2 separate regions of the Zea mays genome follow, and region 2 is linked to region 1. A link is a contact called in public Hi-C data. All regions are on one chromosome and are shown on one strand. Each heading gives the region's core, a stretch centred on a gene start, on an enhancer-like site or on the middle of the called end of the contact. The rest is flanking DNA. Distances are from core to core; before and after follow the strand shown. Region 1 has its middle 31 kb from the start of LOC109939297. Region 2 has its middle 64 kb from the start of LOC103637641.

Region 1 (6,525 bases), core at 1,791-4,290:
ACCGGTGTCCCATCTGGCTAGCTCTGCCAGATAGGCAATGATGGCGCCCCCGCACGCTCTGTGACGACGGCGGCCCCCAGCTCTCTTACGAAGGCAGGCGGACGTCAGCAAGGACTCGACCGCTCCAACAGCTGTCCTTCCGCCAAGCACCGTCGCTCCTCCGACAGCCACGACATCACACCAACAGGGTGCCAAGATCTCTCCGGCTGCCACATTGGCATGTACTTAGGGCGTCAGCTCTCCCCGCTAGACACGTAGCACCTCGCTACACCCCCCGTTGTACACCTGGATCCTCTCCTTACGCCTATAAAAGGAAGGACCAGGGCCCTCTTAGAGAGGGTTGGCCGCGCGGGGACGAGGACGAGATAGGCGCTCCCTTGGGGCCGCTCGCTTCCCTCACCCGCGTGGACGCTTGTAACCCCCTACTGCAAGCGCACCCGACCTGGGCGCGGGACGAACACGAAGGCCGCGGGATTCCCACTACTCCCACGCCGGGCTCCGGCCGCCTCGCTCCTCTCCCCCCTTTGTGCTCGCCCACGCGCTCGACCCATCTGGGCTGGGACACGCGGCACTCACTCGTCGGCCTGAGTGACCCCCGGTCTCGAAACGCCGACACTATGAAACAATGGCATGTAATGTATTTGAACCGCTAAATGTTGTTATTATATTTGTGATAACATTTGTGTCATCTTTTGTTCAAATTATAGAACCTCAGTGTCCTTTATTTGCCAAAAAACAAGTGGTTTGTTTTTTGCACCAGTGTTGTCGATTTACCAGCTTATTAACCAATTAATCGGTCTCGAGCTGTTGGAATTCAAAAATTGGTTTGATTTTGAATTCAGACGATTTCTACTAGTTTCCATTGATTTATCACGATTAATCAGATACTGGCCCCAACCGGTTTTTTCTAGGGATCCAGTTTGGTGAACCTTGCTAACTTACAATTTTGTCTACCTTAGAGCTTCTTGTTTTATTTGTTACAAGATCTAGCAGGCGCCTGTTGGCAAATTGGCAACAATAGACTAGTTAGCCTACCCATCAACTCTCATCTTTTGATCTATAAAACATGATATTTGTATACGACTTTATACGAGACCCTTGGCAGGCTCCAAACCATTGCTACTAGGGTATTTTTGGTTTTTTGTCTAAGACGCTACATCTTGATTAATCTTAATCGTTCGAGTTAAAGGACTAATCTTAGACAAAAAAGTTAGGCTACAAGTCGTGATGTCTTAGGCTAGAATCCAGACAAACCTTAGGTACTAAGCATCTCCAATATAGCCTTAAATCAGTATCCTATCTTAAAATATATGACTCAACTTGTAAAAAAACAACTCTAACAATACCTCTATTTTACAAATTTTTTATGAATTGCCCCAAATATACTACACCACATATTAGTGTCCTATTCTTGTTTTATATATCATTCTCAATATTTTCTTTACTAATAATATAATTTACTTCCTAAAATACATGATCTAAGACTTACCTTTTGGAGCCCAATTTGTTCTCAGTGCCCTAAACACTTTAAATTATGTAGTATTTTAAACTATATGGCAATATTTTGAGGCACCTTGAGGTGCCTCAAATAATGAGCCAAAATTCTAATATTATATTATTTAAAGTGTTTAGGAATGAAAAGAAGTTGAGCTCCAATAGTTAAGCTCTAAATCAAGTATTTTTTTGAAACAAATTACATTATCAAGAAAGAAAAGGTTTATGATGTTGTAGAAACTAAGGATAGAGCACTAATATGAAGTTTAGTATATTTATGTTACTTCACGATGTGTCCTGTATTTTTTGAAAAATTATAAAATAACCGTTGCAGCAATTTTTTACAAGTTAGCAGTCCTGGTGGCGACTTACGAGTGGCCACGCAAGTCGCAACCCTATGCTAAAAGCCAGTGACAATGCACCTGACGTGGTATCTGCGAAGCATATGGTTAAGGACGTTATTAGGCTTGTCGTTTTGCTCTCAATCTAGATCTATATAATTGGGTGTGGGATTAAGTGTGATGTATGAATTCAATAAATCTAGACCTGGATTAAATCTATAGGGATTTATTCTCTTGTAACCGAAAAGACCTTATATGTGACAGTAATAACCGATCAAGACTTTATCAGGATTGTGGCACATGGATTTGCACTGCATGCATCATGCATGCCCTGCTGTGTGTGTTGAAAGATCAGGGTAGCAGGCTAGCAGCCATGGCAGTGTTGCGTTGTCTGCCCTTTCCTTCTCCGGCTTCCTTGGCTGTTTGCGGCAAGTGAACCGGCGACGCCTCCATGATTGGGATGGGTCTCCTTGGATTCCAGAAACGCGCAGCTGGACGGACTCCGGTCGCAATTGGCACGGCGTCGCCACATGCAGGACCAGGCCCAGGCCCAGGCCCAGGCCCAGGAGGCTGCGGATCCGCAGCCGCAGGCCTCGCACGCTTCTCCTCGCATCGCATGTCGTGTCGGGTAATTCTGTTTCCTGCTCAGCTCTGTCCTGTGGCACAACACGCCTTGGCTTCCTGACATCCTGTGGGTTTCAGAGACGATAACAAAAAAAAAAACAGGACATGCGCGGCGTGCCAGCCCAACGGTTCCGACAACGCAACGTCGCTTCGTCGGGCTGTGCGTGGAAAAAAAAACCAGCCGGATATAGCAGGATATTTTTCAACACTGGTGCCCGCTGAAATATGGTGGCGAACGCGGTGAACGACGACGGGTCGACTGCCCGGGGCTGTCGTGCGCAAAACAGCAGCGTCGATAGGTCAGGGGGGTGTTGGTGTTGGGCTGTTGGTGCTGGATGGACGGCTGCATGGCATGGGCATGTGCCGGTTGACCATCCCTAGCTCTCGCCAGTCGCCACGGGCCACGGCTCGGCTCTCCCAGTCTCCCCTCCCGGCGCACGCGCTCCCCCCATGTGCGCCCAACATGTTCCTTGTCTGCCATGCTCGCCCGCGCGTCCGCACCACCACTCGTCCACCCCACAGCGCAGAGGGCAGTAGGGCACCGTGTACAGGGGAAAACGAACCGAACGTCCCGAACATGCCGTGGCCGGCGGCCGGCGCCCACTACAGGCCCGGTAGTGCACCGCGCACGCGCTCTGGACTCTGCTCTGCCCCGGCCCCGCGCTTCGTGCTAGGCTTGGCCGAGGGTGGTTTCGGTCCAATCGTCTTGCGCCATGAAGCCCTACTGCGCTCCTAGCATGCAGGAGAAGGACCAGGGTGAAAACGATTGAAAAAAGGGTCCACCACTTTCACTTTTAAATTATTTTAACGAAAACGATAAGATATTGTGGGAAACGAAACGGTATCGATATTTCGATTATGTCGATAAAAAATATACAGTCGAAAGTGCATCGATAACGATAGAAAATTACAAAAACGAGATTATTTAAACCGATAAACATATCAAAACATAGAACATGACACAAGCCATATATAAGTATATGACTTGATCGATATCATACAACAATATGTGTGAACCAATTAGAAAATAGATTTTAGTATGAGTAGCCAAACCACTTTAATAGATTTTGCGAGATGTTAGAAAATAGATCTTAGAAGACGACCGTAATAGATAGATCTCACAAGACATTAAATGAACATCTTACAAATACAAGTGACAACACTATACACACATACATATAGTTAGAAAGTCAACATAATTGAAGTCATTCTGGTCCTTCTAAGACTCTCGTGCTATGAACATATGTATCAAGAGTAATAATTGGAAAGAAACTATAAATAAGATCTATAAAAGTTTTGAACAACTCTAAACTAAATACCATTACATAGATTTTGATTTTAGGAAAACAATAAATTTTGTTTCATATTTTTCTAAGTTAAGATGAACTTATTATGAATTTACAAAGACCAGTTCACATTTAATATTTTTCTGAAAAATTATCGAATTCGTTACCAATGGTAAAATACCGAATAAATACGGTATGGACCATCAGTTAATGGGTTGTGGGCCATAATGGTGCACATGAGTGGAGTACAAGATGGCAAATGCAGTACACAATCGGGGGCATCGAATAATCAGAAGAGAACTTCTTTCCACTTCGGTATTCCTATCCTCTACGGGTCATCTTCCCCTAAATCCGCTCTCTACTAGTTCTTTTGGTCTAGGGATTCTATTGATTCGCATATGTAATTGTAGTCCTCTTCGACCCCCTGCTTACTCTCTGCTGCAAACTCGATTTATCTCACACTGTATTGGATCAATAGTGCTTATTGTGCGTGTTCATGGTGGTGGCTTGAGTGGATCACTAACAATTGGTATCAGAGGCATTCAGATTCCTGGAATTCTTTTCCTCTCTTGTATTGGATGTTGGGAAGATCAACGCTAGTAGTTGTTGCACTTTGAGGTTAGATTTGGACAGTGGGAGCAACATCCAAAGTTTGATCACAGTCTGCAATTTGGATTGTGCACGTGCTTGAAGGGCCATATCCTATTTTTGCTCAAGTGGTATTCCATTTAAAGCATCATGTTACTGAAGCCTTTGGAGACTTGCATGGCTAGAACATTTATGATGATTGTTGTCAGCTCGATATCAAGTGGAGGATATCTTAGGATCATCGCAACGAGAACATGAATGTCAGTTGTAGTGACACCATATGCTCATCTTCATCCATTGCCAAGGTGCACATATCGGACACGAGCCTTCCTGTTGGGTTTGCAACAAGCATCGTTGGTGTTCGTAGCAAAACCAATGTCGAGTTGTCTACTACCGTTGGTGACCTTAGTGAAAGTCGCCTAGAGGGGGGGTGAATAGACGAAATCTGAAATTATAAACTTTAAGCACACAGTACAAGTCGGGGTTAGCATTAGAATTAAATCCGAGTCCAAAAGAGAGGGGAAAACAAATCAATCAAGAAATAAAGCGGATGAACACAGTGATTTGTTTTACCGAGGTTCGGTTCTAAAGAACCTAGTCCCCGTTGAGGTGGTCACAAAGACCGGGTCTCTTTCAACCCTTTCCCTCTCTCAAACGGTCACTTAGACCGAGTGAGCCTTTTCCTTAATCTCCCGGGTCACTTAGACCCCACAAGGACCACCACACACTTAGGTGTCTCTTGCTTCGATTACAAATCACTTGAGAAAAGAAATGAGAAAGGAAGAAGGCAATCCAAGAGGCAAGAGCTCAAAACAACACAAAATCTCTCTCTCTCTCAAGTCACTAAATGTTTGAGATGAATTGGGGACTTGGAGAGGCTTTGATCTTTTCAATTGTATCTAGGAGTGAATGCTAGAGCTCTTGTAATGAATGTGATACTCAGAAATATTGGATGCTTGGGGTGGTGGTGGTTGGGGGGTATTTATAGCCCTCAACCGCCAAACAACCGTTGGGGCAGGCTGCTGTCGATGGGCGAACCGGACACTGTCCGGTGCGCCAACCACGTCACCCAACTGTTAGGATTCTGGAGCTTTTGACCGTTGGAGGCTTTGTCCTCTAGTGGCACCGGACAGTCCGGTGCCGCACCGGATAGGCACTGTTCAGTGTCTGGTGCGCATCTGACCTGCGGCTCTGACTCTGCGCGCACTGTTCCTCACTGTTCATCTGATCACCGCGCTTTTGCAGTCGACCGTTGCACGGAGTAGTCGTTGCTCCGCTGGTGCACCGAACAGTCCGGTGGCACACCAAACAGTCCGGTGAGTTATAACGGAGTGCGCCTGAAGAAACCCGAGAGTGGCTAGTTGGACTCTGTACGGTCCTGGTGCACCGGACACTGTCCGGTGGCACACCGGACAGTCTCGTGCACCAGACCAGAGCACACTCGGTTTCTTTGCTCCTTTGAATTTGATCCCTAACTTCAATCTTTTATTGGTTTGTGTTGAACCTTTATGCACCTGTAGAACATACAATCTAGAGCAAAGTAGTTAGTCCAATATTTGTGTTGGGCATTCAACCACCAAAATTAATACTGGGAAAAAGTTAACCCTATTTCCCTTTCAATCTCCCCCTTTTTGGTGATTGATGCCAACACAAACCAAAGAAAATATATAAGTGCAGAATTGAACTAATTTGCATAAGGTAAGTGCATAGGTTACTTGGAATTAAACCAATTTATAGTTTCACTAGATATGCATGAATTGCTTTCTTTTATTTAACATTTTGGACCACACTTGCACCACTTGTTTTGTTTTGCAAATTCTTTTTGAAAATATTTTCAAGATCCTTTTGCTAATAGTCAAAGGTATATGAATAAGATTGCAAGAAGCATTTTCAAGATTTGAAACTTCTCCTCCTGTTTCAAGTGCTTTTCCTTTGACTAAACAAAACTCCCCCAGAATGAAATTCTCCTCTTAGTTTCAAGAGGGTTTTACCAATTTTTGAAAATACTAACCAATTGAAAAATTATTTGAAAACATAGTTAGATACCAATTTGAAAAACTTTCGAAATGAAGTTTTAAATTGGTGGTGTGTGGTGGTGCGGTCCTTTTGCTTTGGGCTAATACTTTCTCCCCCTTTGGCATTAATCGCCAAAAACGGAGACTTTGTGAGCCCTAGAAACTTTCTCCCCATTG
Region 2 (7,074 bases), core at 582-3,081, 100 kb before region 1:
TAGTCTATAATAAAAAATATTATTTTGCACAGCCAATCGGCCATATACATAATCTGATGGTCATAGCCTCTGAGTCATACGGGAAGTTGCAAACGCTTGGATCATGCAAAGCAGCGTATGAAATTGAAACAAGACCATGTATACGCAACTGTTTATGTGTGTTATTAGACTATCTTCAGTAGCTTACCTATCTCTATACTTATATTTAAACTCCACTCTGCGAACTACAATACAGAATAGTGTAAACCAGTGTTTTTAGATAAATCATGAGTAGACTACTGCATATAGCTTTACACGCACATCGAGAGCACAGTGTTTGTATGCACTAGGGCTGAGCAAAAAACCCGTAACCCGAAACCCGAAACCGGAATACCCGAACCCAAACTCGAAATACCCGAAACCCAATTTTTGTTTGGAAATTTCGGGTAGCAACTTGCATAACCCGAATTTATTTCGGGATAATTCGGGTATCACAGTCGGGTACCCGAAATACCCGAACTTTCATGTGTCATGTACTCATGTCATGCTTAATTATTAATTTGTACATCTATAATTATATGTAAGTGTGCATAACTTTTGATTGTAAATTGCTTGTGTTTTATATGTCCATGTATATTATTATTCAAACTATATTTTTATATTAATTTAATAGGGTGTATGTGTTTTTATGAAGCCAACACAATAATTCGGGTAGTTCGGGAATACCGAACCCGAACCCGAAATTCCGAGTACCTAACCCATTGTAATTTCGGGTATCGATTCTCAAAATCCAAAATTTAAAATACCCAAATTATTCGACCCGAAATTTTTGGATAAGCCGAACATCCACCCCTATTACGCACAGTTGTACATACCCTAGGATCATAGGGACAACTGTCTGGACTCTGGAGTGCGGTCCATGGAGTAGTAGCGCAGTGGAGAAAAACCAATGCTATAGATTGCTTCTTGATCCAGCAATCAGATCAAGCACCTTTACAGCAGCATCACACAAGCAAAGATTACTGGAGGCGGCGGCGTCCGCGTGGCTGTGGATTCACGACGGCGACGTCGGCCATTGCCTCGGCGATCCTGTGGTGGTGGGCGAGCGAGAGTTACAGCTGCTCCGCTCGTTCGATCTTTTCCAAAGACTACGATATCATGTCTTGCTAGCTGGACTCTAGTTAGTTTCCAAAAATTATTGGACCATCGTGAGAATGAGTGTAAAGAAAAAAAAAGGCGTCTGAAAGCGTTGTAGCTACTAGCTAGTCCAATTTATGATTGGTCAATCAAGACGTTCCAGAGTTTCTACTAACTGTATGCGTTCCCTTGTTTGTCTGAGGCAGCTGCAAGTATGGCATCCACACAATCTCCCGGTGGCAAGGTAGCTAACATCCACGCCGTTTTCAGCGCAGCGTTGTGTGAACCATATGGAAAGAAAGAGCAGGGCGAAGGAAACATGAGCAGAAAGAGACGGCCGGTCCATCCCGCTCCGCGGCTCCGGTAAAAGCCAGCTTGGCTTAGCCACTCCGGCTTTTCCTGGCTCGTTCAATTCCTTCCTGTGCGTGCGTGATCCGTGTGCCGAAGCGAGGCGCTGCGACCTGCGACTGCGAGCTAGCGACGCGGCGCAACGGACTGCCTCCCTGGTGTGGTGCCTGCCACCAGGTCCTCGCATCCCCCGACCCGATAAGCAGCGCGGACGGGGCAAAGCAACCGCGCTCATTCGCGCCGGAGCCAGAGAAGGAGATCGGAGAGAGGCCCCGTGGGCCGGGGCCCGGCATACGCCACACGCCACCGACAACGCATCGCATCAGGCGAGCCCATGCCGTGCTGATCCTGCAGCGACGGTGCGCGGGGAGCACGCGCGCGCACGTGGGCTGGGCCGGATCAGTTACCTGGCCCGTGTCTCGCCACCCCCGCGCCGCTCAGCTCCTTATGCGAGCGGTGGACCGATTATGGATGGCAATGGATGTCATTTATCCGCGTACCCGCGGATAAAAAATCTGTTGGACACAGTTTTGGGTACGAGTCTGTATACATGGATACAGATACGAGTAGCACTTGATATCCGTGGATATTTTTAAAACAGATAGGAAAAATCAATATCCATACCCAATTACCCGAATATCCGTTAAAATTACACCCGTCCCGCAGGCCCATGGGCCACATCGCCACAGCCCACAAGGCCACAACCGTTCTCCAATCTCCATGCTTCCATCAATCTAGCGAAGCCCTCGCTCGGCCAGTCCATTCTCCGATCTCATTCTCTCCTCCTCTGTCCTCTCCCACTCGGCCACTCCTACCGCCACCGCCCACTCCATCTCACCTCTCCCAGACCCCCGCAGTCGCTGCCCCCTACCGGTCCGGGTCCCTGGCTCCCTGCGCGGCTCCCGGGCACAGAGCGCAGATCTCCAGCTCGTCCTCAGTCCCTGCATCGCTGACTCCCTGCGTAGCTTGTCCTCAGTCCCTGGCTCCCTGCATCGCTGACTCCCTACGTGCCTGGCCGCCTGCTTCATCAGGATCAAAGAGGAAGCTCAGATCTGATTTTGCTAGACAATTTTATATTTGCTGGACAAATATGATATCATGTTTGAATTTGCTGGACAGATTCTGTATGACTTTATGTTTTTATCATATTTAAATTTGTTTGTTGGACAAATATGATATCATGTTTGAATTTGCTGGATTTAAATATTTTGTATGTGTAGTGGGCAAACGGATATATCCGCGGATATCCGTTATCCGCGGGTAACGGATGTGGATACTGTTTGTTATCCATGGTGGATAACGGGTACGAGTTCGGATATCGGATATAAGTCGCGGATATGGGTGTCCAGAGACAGTATCCGCGGATATTTTAACCGTTGCCATCCCTAGGACCGATTCTAATTCTCGAGAAATATAGCTACGTTATCACAGATCTTTAGATTCGCTTTATTCTCTCTCGTCATTAAATGCGAGAAGATGTTAAAGACTCGTCTCTTTTCCCATAAGCACAACAGAGAATACACGAGACACATGATTAAGGTTGGGCATCTTCACTGTATTATGAGGTAGTGTACATGTTGCTTATATAGAAACGTAAGACCTCTCAGAGGTAAAACCGGTATTTACCCACATAGGCCCTCGTTAGGGTTTCTTAGCACTCTGCCTTGGGTGAATACCACGACCAACACATGTCTCATAAAAACTCACAGAAACTGAGTGGAAAAATATGGAGAAAGAGCGTATGGTGGCGCAAATTGCATTTGCACTTTGTTGCCTCGTTAAAAACCTTATGCGAGAAACTTCAGAAAAAACTCACCAAGGGAAAAAGAGTACAACTAGTGTCATCAGAACAGATTTCGATATTCTAGATCTTGATTCCATTGAAACTTTTGTAAGGGCTAACTCTAGGATTGTGCTCCCCCTGATCCTTACAAAATTGTCTCAATATGGCAAAACATCCTCTTCTGGAAGTATATGCACATAGAGATTGAGCAAGCGCATTGCATATTGTTGCTAGGATTATTCAGGAACTTCAACTCACTTTTAGAATACACGATGTAAGTGCACATATCAGCATAAATAAGTCACTTTGACTGGTGGTGTTCGATCGACTGGATCTACATATCTGGTAAAAACTTCCATAAATGTTCACACATCGATAATCAAGCTAACGCCTTCAAGGCATACAAGATACAATATGACATTCAGTGTCTCACGATTGTGATCAACATTAAGCGTTCACTCTCCCTAACGATGACATCTGTCAAAGTTATCATCCCTCATAACTCAAACATATTCTCCAGTATATGTATCTTATTGTTCATCTGTAATAATGAGAATGGATGATATTGGATGCTATATTTTTCTATTTTTACACCATAATTATACATAGTTGTGCAAAGCAAGTGACATGTCCTTCTATAGGACTTTGGGGATAATATAGTTGCAATAATACACACTTCAGATATAATTCATCGCTCTAGGCATTCGTTCATTGCAACTTCTATGATAGTGTAACAAAAGTCCATCAAAGATCATAATTGAGAGCACCTGGAGGGGAATGAATAGGCGATCCTGCAAAATTAACTCTAAACAACACAAACTTGGTTTATAATAGGTGTTACTGAGAACTAAAAACCAAGTTAGGATGAAAAGAGAGAAGGGAAAACTCTTCACTTGATTGTTCCTTTGAGATGAGTATTAAACTTAGGAGCAATATTGCAAGTGAGTAGAGAACTCAAGAAGACAGTAATCGCAATAAGTAAATGGACAAGAGACACAACGTTTTTTGTTGTGGTTCGGCCAATGCCTACTGAAAGTCGCCTAGAGGGGGGGGGGTGAATAGGCGAATCTGAAATTTACAAACTTTTAAGCACAACTACAAGCCGGGGTTAGTGTTAGAAATAAAGCCGAGTCCGAAAGAGAGGGTGAAAACAAATCAACCATAGAAATAGAGCGGATGACACAGTGATTTGTTTTACCGAGGTTCGGTTCTTGCAAACCTACTCCCTGTTGAGGTGGTCACAAAGACCGGGTCTCTTTCAACCCTTTCCCTCTCTCAAACGGTCACCTAGACCGAGTGAGCTTTCTCCTTAATCAACGGGTCACTTAGACCCCTACAAGGACCACCACAACTTGGTGTCTCTTGCTTTGATTACAATTTTCTTGAGAACAAGAATGGAGGAAGAAGAAAGCGATCCAAGCGACAAGAACTCAAATGAACACGAAAATCTCTCTCACAAGTCACTAAGTGTTTAGAGTGGTTTTGGACTTTGGAGAGGATTTAATCTATTGTTTGTGTCTTGGAGTGAAGTCTAGAGCTCTTGTATTGAATGCAATTTGCTGGAAACTTGGATGCCTTGAATGGTGGTGGTTGGGGGTATTTATAGCCCCAACCACCAAAACAGCCGTTGGGGAGGGCTGCTGTCGATGAGCACACCGGACAGTCCGGTGCGCCACCGGACACTGTCCCGCGCGCAAACCACGTCACCCAACCGTTACGGTTCTGACGGTTTCGACCGTTGGAGCTCTGACAGCTTGGGGCACCGGACATGCACTGTTCACTGTCCGGTGCGCCTTCTGGCGCTGCTCTGACTCTGCGCGAACTGTCCGCGCACTGTTCACGTTGTCAGCCGACCGTTGAAGTCGACCGTTGTACTGGCGATCGTTGCTCCGCTTGGCACATCAGACAGTCCGGTGACCCACCGGACAGTCCCGTGAATTATAGTGGAGCACGGCCTTAGAAACCCGAAGGTGAAGAGTTGAGGTCGATTCAGCTTGGTGCACCGGACAGTCCAGTGCGTCAGACTAGAGTTCTCTTCGGTTTCTTTTGCTCCTTTGTTTTGAACCCTAACTTGTGTATTTTTATTGGTTTGTATTGAACCTTTGGCACCTGTAGAACATATAATCTAGAGCAAACTAGTTAGTCCAATTATTTGTGTTGGGCAATTCAACTACCAAAATCATTTAGGAAAAGGTTTGACCCTATTTCCCTTTCAATCTCCCCCTTTTTGGTGATTGATGCCAACACAAACCAAAGCAAATATATAAGTGCAGAATTGAACTAGTTTGCATAATATAAGTGCAAAGGTTGCTTGGAATTAAACCAATTTATACTTTCATTAGATATGCATGGATTGCTTTCTTTCTTTTTAACATTTTGGACCACGCTTGCACCACTTGTTTTGTTTTTGCAAATTCTTTTGGAAAATCTTTTCAAAGTACTTTTGCGAATAGTCAAAGGTATATGAATAAGATGGCAAGAAGAATTTTCAAGATTTGAATTTTTCTCCCCTGTTTCAAATGCTTTTCCTTTGACTTAAACAAAACTCCCCCTGAATTGAAATTCTCCTCTTAGTGTTCAAGAGGGTTTTAGATATCAATTTTGAAAGAGGTTGTACCAATTTGAAATTTTATCAAACATAAGGTACCAATTGAAAAGCTTCTTAATATCATTTGAAAGACTTTTTGAAATTGGTGGTGGTGCGGTCTTCTTGCTTTGGGCTAATACTTTCTCCCCCTTTGGCATGAATCGCCAAAAACGGATACTTTATAAGTGAAATATGAGCCATTTTTACTTTCTCCCTATTGGTACTAGTAATAAGAGTGAAGATTATACCAAAGTGGAGAGCGGTGCAGAGTGACGGCGAAGGGTAAACAATACCGATAGAGTGGAGTGGAAGCCTTGTCTTCACCGAAGACTCCATTTCCCTTTCAATCTATGACTTAATAGAAATTCACTTGAAAACTCATTAGTCATAGGCATAAAAGAGATATAATCGAAGGTATATAAATGAGCTATGTGTGCAAACTATCAATCAAAGTTCCGAGAATCAAGAATGTTTAGCTCATTCCTAAGTTTGGTAAAGGTTTTCTCATCTAGTGGTTTGGTAAAGATATCGACTAATTGTTCTTTGGTGCTAACATAAGTAATCTCGATATCCCCCCTTTGTTGGTGATCCCTCAAAAAGTTATACCGAATGGCTATGTGCTTAGTGCGGCTGTGTTCAACGGGATTATCTGCCATGCGGATTGCACTCTCATTATCACATAGGAGAGGGACTTTGCTAAATTTGTAGCCATAGTCCCTAAGGGTTTGCCTCATCCAAAGTAATTGTGCACAACAATGACCTGTGGCAATATACTCGGCTTCGGCGGTAGAAAGAGCTACTGAATTTTGTTTCTTTGAAGCCCAAGACACCAGGGATCTTCCTAGAAACCGACAGGTCCCTGATGTGCTCTTTCTATCAATTTTACACCCTGCCCAATCAGCATCTGAATAACCTATTAAATCAAAAGTGGATCCCTTGGGGTACCAAAGACCAAACTTAGGTGTATGAACTAAATATCTCAAGATTCTTTTCATGGCCCTAAGGTGAACTTCCTTAGGATTGGCTTGGAATCTTGCACACATGCATACGGAAAGCATAATATCCGGTCGAGATGCACATAAATAGAGTAAAGATCCTATCATCGACCGGTATACCTTTTGATCTACGGATTTACCTCTCGTGTTGAGGTCGAGATGCCCATTAGTTCCCATGGGTGTCTTGATGGGCTTGACATCCTTCATTCCAAACTTGGTAAGTATATCTTGAATGTACTTGGTTT

Evidence for each region. A called contact is a pair of places that touch in the nucleus more often than the background predicts.
Region 2: a Hi-C map of ear shows a contact between it and region 1, with 2.7 times the contacts expected there. The contact joins two enhancer-like sites. A contact is called at or near these places in 5 of 25 Hi-C or Micro-C datasets (bundle sheath, ear, endosperm and 2 more).

The regions. Positions count from the first base shown.
Region 1 is chr1:91,111,161-91,117,685 of Zm-B73-REFERENCE-NAM-5.0, reverse strand. No RefSeq gene overlaps it. Among protein-coding and RNA genes, the nearest start is that of LOC109939297, 31 kb to the left of the region's middle. Within about 2 kb of position 3,040, at least 19 of the 20 cell types and tissues checked have an H3K27ac peak or open chromatin away from gene starts, as enhancers often do. A contact at or near this core is called in bundle sheath, ear, endosperm and 2 more, where this site is marked.
Region 2 is chr1:91,209,393-91,216,466 of Zm-B73-REFERENCE-NAM-5.0, reverse strand. No RefSeq gene overlaps it. Among protein-coding and RNA genes, the nearest start is that of LOC103637641, 64 kb to the right of the region's middle. Within about 2 kb of position 1,831, at least 19 of the 20 cell types and tissues checked have an H3K27ac peak or open chromatin away from gene starts, as enhancers often do. A contact at or near this core is called in bundle sheath, ear, endosperm and 2 more, where this site is marked.